Regions from separate parts of the Ovis aries genome. Here region 2 is linked to region 1. The links are chromatin contacts, called in public Hi-C maps. All regions are on one chromosome and are shown on one strand. The core of a region is the stretch at or near the end of the contact, and the rest is flanking DNA. Distances in the headings are between cores, read along the strand shown. Region 1 has its middle 53 kb from the start of KIF5B. Region 2 holds the start of KIF5B (kinesin family member 5B).

Region 1 (3,717 bases), core at 290-2,789:
AGGATCTTGCATCGGATGTTCACACTTTAGTGGGAATTCTTGTCAGCAAGGGGTGTCTGCCTCTTTAATGGTCTCACATGGAGTGAAAGACCTTGCCTCCTGTTAAAAGTGAGGTTAGGCATCACTGAGCAGGGGGAGATAGATCTTCAGTCTGAGGTCCTTTCCAAGGCAGGAGTGCTTTACTGAGGAACTACCATGTGCCAGATACTTCACGTGTATAGGCTCAATCAAGCCTCATGATAACCCTGAAGGTACATGTACTATTGTTGTTCAGTTGCTAAATTCTGTACTGTAATGTACTGTAGATGAGAATAAATGCTGAGAAATCATTGACTCCAAATCACAAAGCAGGAAAAGGACAAGGACAGGATCTGAAGACTGATCTGACGCTAAAAGTTCATGTTTTTTTTCTGCCTTCTGTCTTGAGAAGGAAATGGCAACCCACTCCAGTACTGCCTGCTAGATTCCACGAACAGGTGAACCTGGTGGGCTACATTTGCAAGAGTTGGACATGACTTAATGAGTAAACCACCACCAAATATTATTTATCTTTTTCCCCCCTGAACTCAGACCCAGTAGCCATATACTGATTCTACATACCAGCAAAGATGACCATGCCTATCTGAAGCCATCTGTAGGTTAAAATGCTAACCTGTAGGGTTAAAGACAACATGCAGAATTACATAAAAGGAATCCATCTGCCCTAATAATACATCCTTACAAACCATCTATTGGACACTTATTAAAAGAAAGGTAGAAAACACTTATAAAGGACATACTATGTGCTCAGGATGATTCTAGATGCTTCACACATTGTATACCTACAACAGCCTTAGGAAGAGTTACTATTACTATCATTTCCACTCCATTTTGGATAAAGGCATGCAGGCACTGAAAGGTCAAATCACTTCCTCCATTCACCCGGGCAAGTAAACTGGTAGTAACGGATTTCTGACGCAGGTAATTGGGACCAACGTCCCCACCAAGAACTACCTCTTCTACTGCTTCCTGTGGGCAGGGTCTCTGAGGCACGCCCCTTCTCTCATTAATCCTCCCCGCAAACCTGTTAAGTAGATTCCCTGGTAGCTCAGGCAGTAAAGCGTCTGCCTGCAATATGGGAGACCCTGGTTCGATCCCTGGGTCAGGAAGATCCCCTGGAGAAGGGAATGGCAACTCACTCTTTAATTCTTTGTCTTAATTCTGGAGTTAGGAGTGGAAAATTGGCAACTCGGCCTGAAAGAGAGTATGTCAGGCAGCTGCACAACTAGGAGATAAAAACCACAAAACGGGGAGCAACTTGCTTAATCTGAACTTGGATGGATGGGTGTGTCTGGGGGGAGGGGTGGCAAGAGGTAAGCCCAATGGTTGGAATCCAGGCCTCAGCCTCCCAGGGTGGGAATTGTGTTGCCTAATCATGACATCACTCAAGCCATTCCCACGCCTCTGGCCCGCTTTTGAAATTACTTAGCAATGCATGCTGAAGCCAAAATGGAAATAAATGACTGCATGACTCAGACTGTTCATCTCTGTTTTGATAACCAGCAGCGAATTGCTGGGACTTTAGTTTCTACTTGGTACAAAAATATCCCAGTGCGTTGCTAAGTTCTCCCTAATTTACCCCCTGCCTCAAGAAACTGTCAATTGTGGGGACTGCCCTGGTGGTCCAGTAGTGAAGACTCTGGACTTCCACAGCAGGGGGTGTGGGTTCCATCCCTGGTTGGGGAACTAAGATCCCACATGCTATGTGGCACAGACAAAAAAATAAAATAATAAAATGTCTTTTTTTTTTTTTTTTAAAGTGTCAGTTGTGTACTGGTGAAAAAGCAGACTCACATGCACTGGGGGAAAATAGCTAGAATTTCTTTCAGAAGAAAGCCTTGGGGAAGAAGCTGAGAATGCAGCCTCTGGCATCCATGTTTGAATATTGGCTCTCTACCCTAGTGCCCTCCTCTGTAGGCAACAATAATAGGACCCCTTCGGAGGGCTGCCCGAGTGATCCAGTGAGATGAAAAGTCCTGGCCCCACAGGTACACAGCAAAGGCAGGTGATTGTTATTAATGCTTGTATTTGCAAACACATATGCACAACAAGGCTTCTCTGGTGTCTCAGCGGTAAAGAATCCGCCTGCCAATGCAGGAGACAAGGGTTCAATCCCTGGCCAGGAAGATCTCCTGGAGAAGGAAATGGCAACCCACTCCAGTATTCTTGCCTGGGAAATCCCATGGACAGAGGAGCCTGGTGGGATCTCAGAGAGTTGGACAAGACTGAGCATGTATGCACAGCAATGTGAATGTACTTGATGCCACTGAAATGTACAGTTAAATATGATTAAAATAATGTTTTATATTATGTGAGTTTTACCACAATCAGAAAAAAATAACAAAAAATTGTCGTATGTAGAAGCAAAGGTGACACAATCAAACGTAGATAAAACAGAGTGGTAAGTCAGGCAGTAAGCTAATACAAATATTTTATTTTTCTGAATTTTGCAATGTTAGTGATATTTGGCAGCTTCAAAAAATTAAAAAAAAATTGTCAATTGTGATTTATTTTCTCATTCTAGATGAATACTTTTGTACCTTAATTTATACTCTTATTAGTTGTCCATTCTTTTACAAGTAAACTTCAGCCTTACAAAAAGCAAAACAAAACAAAAAACTCCATGTTGTTCACAGTAAAAAAAAAGAAAGAAAGAAAGAAAAGCAAAAATGAAGAGGAAGTTGTTGATCCTGCTGGTTATAGTTTGAGGCAGGTGGGGGCGGTTTATAGCTACCACTTCACAGTGAAGCCCTGCACACCTGGGAGTTTCCAGGAAGTATGTCGAACCCTCCAACCAAGTCATCTAACAGGAGTGTTGTTGACCTGGCCTCCTCTCAGAGGCTGTGGGGTCCATAGTCCAGGACATCTTCTTTCTCTGACACAATTAACAGGTGAGATTCAAGAATTAAATTTGAACTCACACCCGATGGCCTTCACCATGTGTCCTCTGGTGACACAGGTCTGCTTCATGCCACCCCCTCCCATCCGATTCCTTTTGCTGTTGCTTTTTCTCTGCCTGTTAATCCATCTGATGTGGCTTGCACTTAGCTCTGTGTTATCTGCAGACTGGTCCACACGCTGAAAACAGTTTCCTATGGTTTTCACTTTGTCTTTCCCCTAACTATAAATTAAATCATTCCCATTTATCTTCTGCCTACAACTTGCTAGGGTTTCTGAATTCCAAAAAGGGAATTTGTAACAACTCTTTAAAATTCCAAGAAGCTCTTTGGACTCTTATCTCAAATATCTCCATGAAAGCTGGACAGGCTCCCTTCCTGGGCCTGAAGGAGCCAGCCCTGCTGCTTCCTCTGTTTCTGATATTTACCCTCCTGCCTCTTTTATGCACTGTCTCATGTCTTCTGTGGTCTTTCTCTTTGCACAATTTTGATTTATTAAAAAAAATTATATATCAGTTCAGTTCAGTTCAGTCGCTCAGTTGTGTCCGACTCTTTGCGACCCCATGAATTGCAGCACGCCAGGCCTCTCTGTCCATCACCATCTCCCGGAGTTCACTCAGACTCACATCCATCAAGTCCGTGATGCCATCCAGCTATCTCATCCTTGGTCGTCCCCTTCTCCTCCTGCCCCCAATCCCTCCCAGCATCAGAGTTGTTTCCAATGAGTCAACTCTTCTCATGAGGTGGCCAAAGTACTGGAGCTTCAGCTTTAGCATCATTC
Region 2 (3,430 bases), core at 222-2,721, 53 kb before region 1:
GGGAATTATTTTCAAGACCTTTCACGTTATGTTTCACGTTACAAAAGACATTATCTCACCATCTTTGTGATTATCGAAGTCATTTTTCTTCAAGGCAGATCCTAATTGTAGAAGTAGGAATCTGATACTAACAAGAAATCTAGTTTACTGATTAAATTTTTATATATATATATTTTTTAAGTTTGCTTTTATAATATTTTGATATACACACGAAAAGTTAACACTCTTTCCCGGAGTGCTACCCCATAAAACCCAGTTAGTCTCTTGGTTACTTATTTAACCCAGCGTTGATCGGCGAGATCCGTTGGTGGATGAGACAAAATCGAGCGCTTCGATTTCTAAAGAAAACTCCTTTCTACAAGTCCTGGATTAGCCATTTGTGACTGTAAACTCAAAAAGCGGGTTGGGTGAACACTGAAGGTACCAGCATAACTGCGACTGTTAGTTATGGTTTTCCTTCTCCACGGAGGAAACAAGACGGCCTAACGCACCTTAAAGATTTCTTTTAAGACTAAATATCATTACTATTTAAAGTTCGGTAAGGCAGATCCCAACGTTCTCGGCCGAACTCTGATTTATGAATGATAAATCTGAGGGGAAGGGGGTCCGACACACCGACTACATCTACATCAGAACCTGCAGGCGCACAGAAAGCCGGCGAACGAGCACTCAACTGGTTCCCCGACAGCTCCACCCGCGCCCCAGGTAGGGGAGTGCCCGGGACCCAGGGCGGGTGCCTCCCGTCCCCGGCGCTGCAGACCGGGGTGGGGAGACCCCGGAGCACCCGACGAGGCGCCGAGCCCCTCCCCTGGGCCGTCGGACCCCACTGGGGAGGCTGGGGCGCCCCAAAGCTCGCTCTCCGCTCACTCCCCACTTCTCTCAGCTCCCGGGGCGGCCGGGCCCGAAGGAGGGAGCCTGGGTGGGGGCAGGGGCACTCACCGCGATCATGACCGTGTCTTCTCCCTGAAACTTGGCGATGTACTTATCGCCGCGGTTCACCTCCGACTCGTTGAGCGGTCTGAAGCGACACATCACTTTGATGTTGCACTCGGCCGGGTCCGCCATCTTCCCGGCTGCCGGGGCCGGAGGCCGGGAGCCACTCCCCGCCGCTCAGTCTTGGAGGAAGTAGGCCGAGCCGAGGGGGCTAGCGTGGCGAAGGCCGAGGGCCCGCGGTCCGCAGCGTCGCGCTTCACCGGCGGGGCGGCCGGGACCTGGGCGGCAGCGCCCGGGCCGGCACGGTCACCCACAGGCTCACTTCCGACCCATCATGGCAGCCATGGCGGCGGCGGGGCCTCCTCAGCTTCTCCCTTGACTGGCGGGGCAGGTTGCTGGGCTGACGGATCCCGGAGACCGGGAGCGCGAGCCCCCCTGTCTTCCTGGGAGACAGCAGGCCGAGCCCACCTTCAGCCTGCCCGGCTGTCGGCTCGCCGGCTCGCCGGCTGCAGCCTGACCACTCCTGAGGCCGCGGACTGGCGGCGGGATGGGCGGCGCGGACGGAGAACTGCGCACGCGCGGCGGACCGGCGCCCCGGCGACCAATCCGCGGCCGCGCCGCTGCTCCACGCCGGGGTTGCAGGGCCAAGTTACCGGACGCGCAAGCGCAGAGTGAGCTATCGACCCCGCAGGGGATTCCGCGGAGTTAAGCGATGCCCTAACGTTTTTTTCTGTAGAGGACAAGGGACCTTGTTAAAAGTGCTTGACGTTGTAGTTTAAGTGAAAAACTATATTCCTGTTAGGACGTGTTCGCTTTCTGTTTTGTCTGGAGATACATTGATTTCTAGCCCACCTTTTTAGAGCGCTTTGCCAGAAAAAGGAAGATTTGAATGAAGGGCGGGACGTGGCTTATGGTTCAAGTGGTTGCTCATTCCTAAGAGAGGGGGTTGGGGGACAGGAATAAGAAAAAGGAAGTTTCGTCTGAGGACTAGAAGGTGCTGAAGAAAAGTGCAACAGTAGGGTAAGGTGGGAGAAGACCCCCGGAGAACTGGCGGTCCCAATGACTCCGTAATAATCCTATGGAACTCATCAGTCTCCACATCTGGAGTGTGAAGACAGAAAAACTGCAAAGACGACTAGGACCGCTAATCCTAGTCCCCGATTTTTGTTCGTAAAATGGAAGAGTGTAGGACTTACCTAGTGCTCCAGTAGTTAAGAATCCGTCTTGCAATGCAGGGGGCAGGGGTTCCATCCCACGTGGAGAAACTAAGATCCCACCCAACATGCTGCTGCAGCGTGGCCAAAAATTTAAAAAAAAAAAAAAGAGGCGTGTACTATTGTTTAGTCGCTAAGTCGTGTGGGACTCTGCAGCCCCACAGTCTGAAGCACCCCAGCCTTCCCTGTCCTTCAATATCTCCTGGAGTTTGCTCAAAGTGATGTCCAATGAATCAGTAATGCTGTCCAACCATCTCATCCTCTGCCGCTACCTTCTCCTGCCCTCAATCTTTCCCAGCATCAGGGTCTTTCCCAATGAGTCAGCTCGTCGGATCAAGTGGCCAAAATATTAGAGTTTCAGCTTTAGTCCTTCCAGTGAATATTCAGGGTTGATTTCCTTTAGGATTGACTGGAGAGGACTCTTGAGAGTCTGCTGGACAGCAAGGAGATCAAACCGATCAATCCTAAAGGAGTGTACTATGAGAGCCTCCAGTTGTTCTCTGTCCTCCCCTGATCATGCTAATGTCTGCAGAAATGAATCCAGTCTAAGATTCAGGTTTATTGATCCACAGCAAAGGGGGAAGAGTTCACACCTTAGGCATCTTGGGACATCGCACCAAACACAGAAAAGGATGGAGTTGTTACAGAGCTTTGGGGAAATTGTGGTGTTTAGGTAAATTTAAATGAATCTGTATTTTGATTGGTTCCAACAAAGCACTGCTGTGTGATACCAGATCTGGACTACAAGTGTACCCAAAAAGTCTTGTTTCCTTTTAACTACAAAGTTAAGATAGATGTGGAGTATTGTCTCCAGAAACCCCTTTTCCACAGCTCTGCACCTGGCTTGAGAATCAATCGAGGCTACCTCTCTGTGTCCTAAAATCTTAGGTAAGAATGGAATATTCTCTTCTTACTGATGTAACTCTGGGTGGCAGTTTCTGACAGTCTATGATATTAAAGAACAACGTTTTCAGTAAGAAAGCAATAGTCAAAGAAGAAGGTGGTTGTAGCCCGCGGGTCACCGATTTTCAACCTTTGTAGCAGGATCTCATTAAGGTTCTGTCCTCAGTCTTCTGCTCTTTGCTGTTGGAGCTCACTTCAACAACTGCTGGGGTCTCTTCTCTATAGCCCTGAGCTTTTCACCTGAGTGACGTTCCCATCTCTCCAGCTGTGTGCAGGCCACCTTGTTTAGGATGCTTTCCGTTAACCTCAGATTTATTAGTATTCCAAAGATGAAATTACTCCCTGCTAATAGTGAGTACAACTACTCAGCTCTCCGTTTT

Evidence for each region. Hi-C and Micro-C count contacts between places; a contact is called where the count stands out from the background.
Region 2: a Hi-C map of tail adipose tissue shows a contact between it and region 1, with 2.4 times the contacts expected there. The contact joins the promoter of KIF5B here to the enhancer-like site in region 1. A contact is called at or near these places in 3 of 16 Hi-C or Micro-C datasets (omental adipose tissue and tail adipose tissue).

Annotation. Positions count from the first base shown.
Region 1 is chr13:32,640,258-32,643,974 of ARS-UI_Ramb_v3.0, reverse strand. No RefSeq gene overlaps it. Among named protein-coding and RNA genes, the nearest start is that of KIF5B, 53 kb to the left of the region's middle. Within about 2 kb of position 1,539, at least 12 of the 54 cell types and tissues checked have an H3K27ac peak or open chromatin away from gene starts, as enhancers often do. A contact at or near this core is called in tail adipose tissue, where this site is marked.
Region 2 is chr13:32,693,419-32,696,848 of ARS-UI_Ramb_v3.0, reverse strand. KIF5B (kinesin family member 5B) reads right to left here and starts at 1,471. Exons shown (of 26, transcript XM_015099604.3): 1 at 940-1,471. The coding sequence starts at 1,065. It overlaps LOC132657622 (a long non-coding RNA gene), which reads right to left and starts at 914. Exons shown (of 2, transcript XR_009596046.1): 1 at 1-914.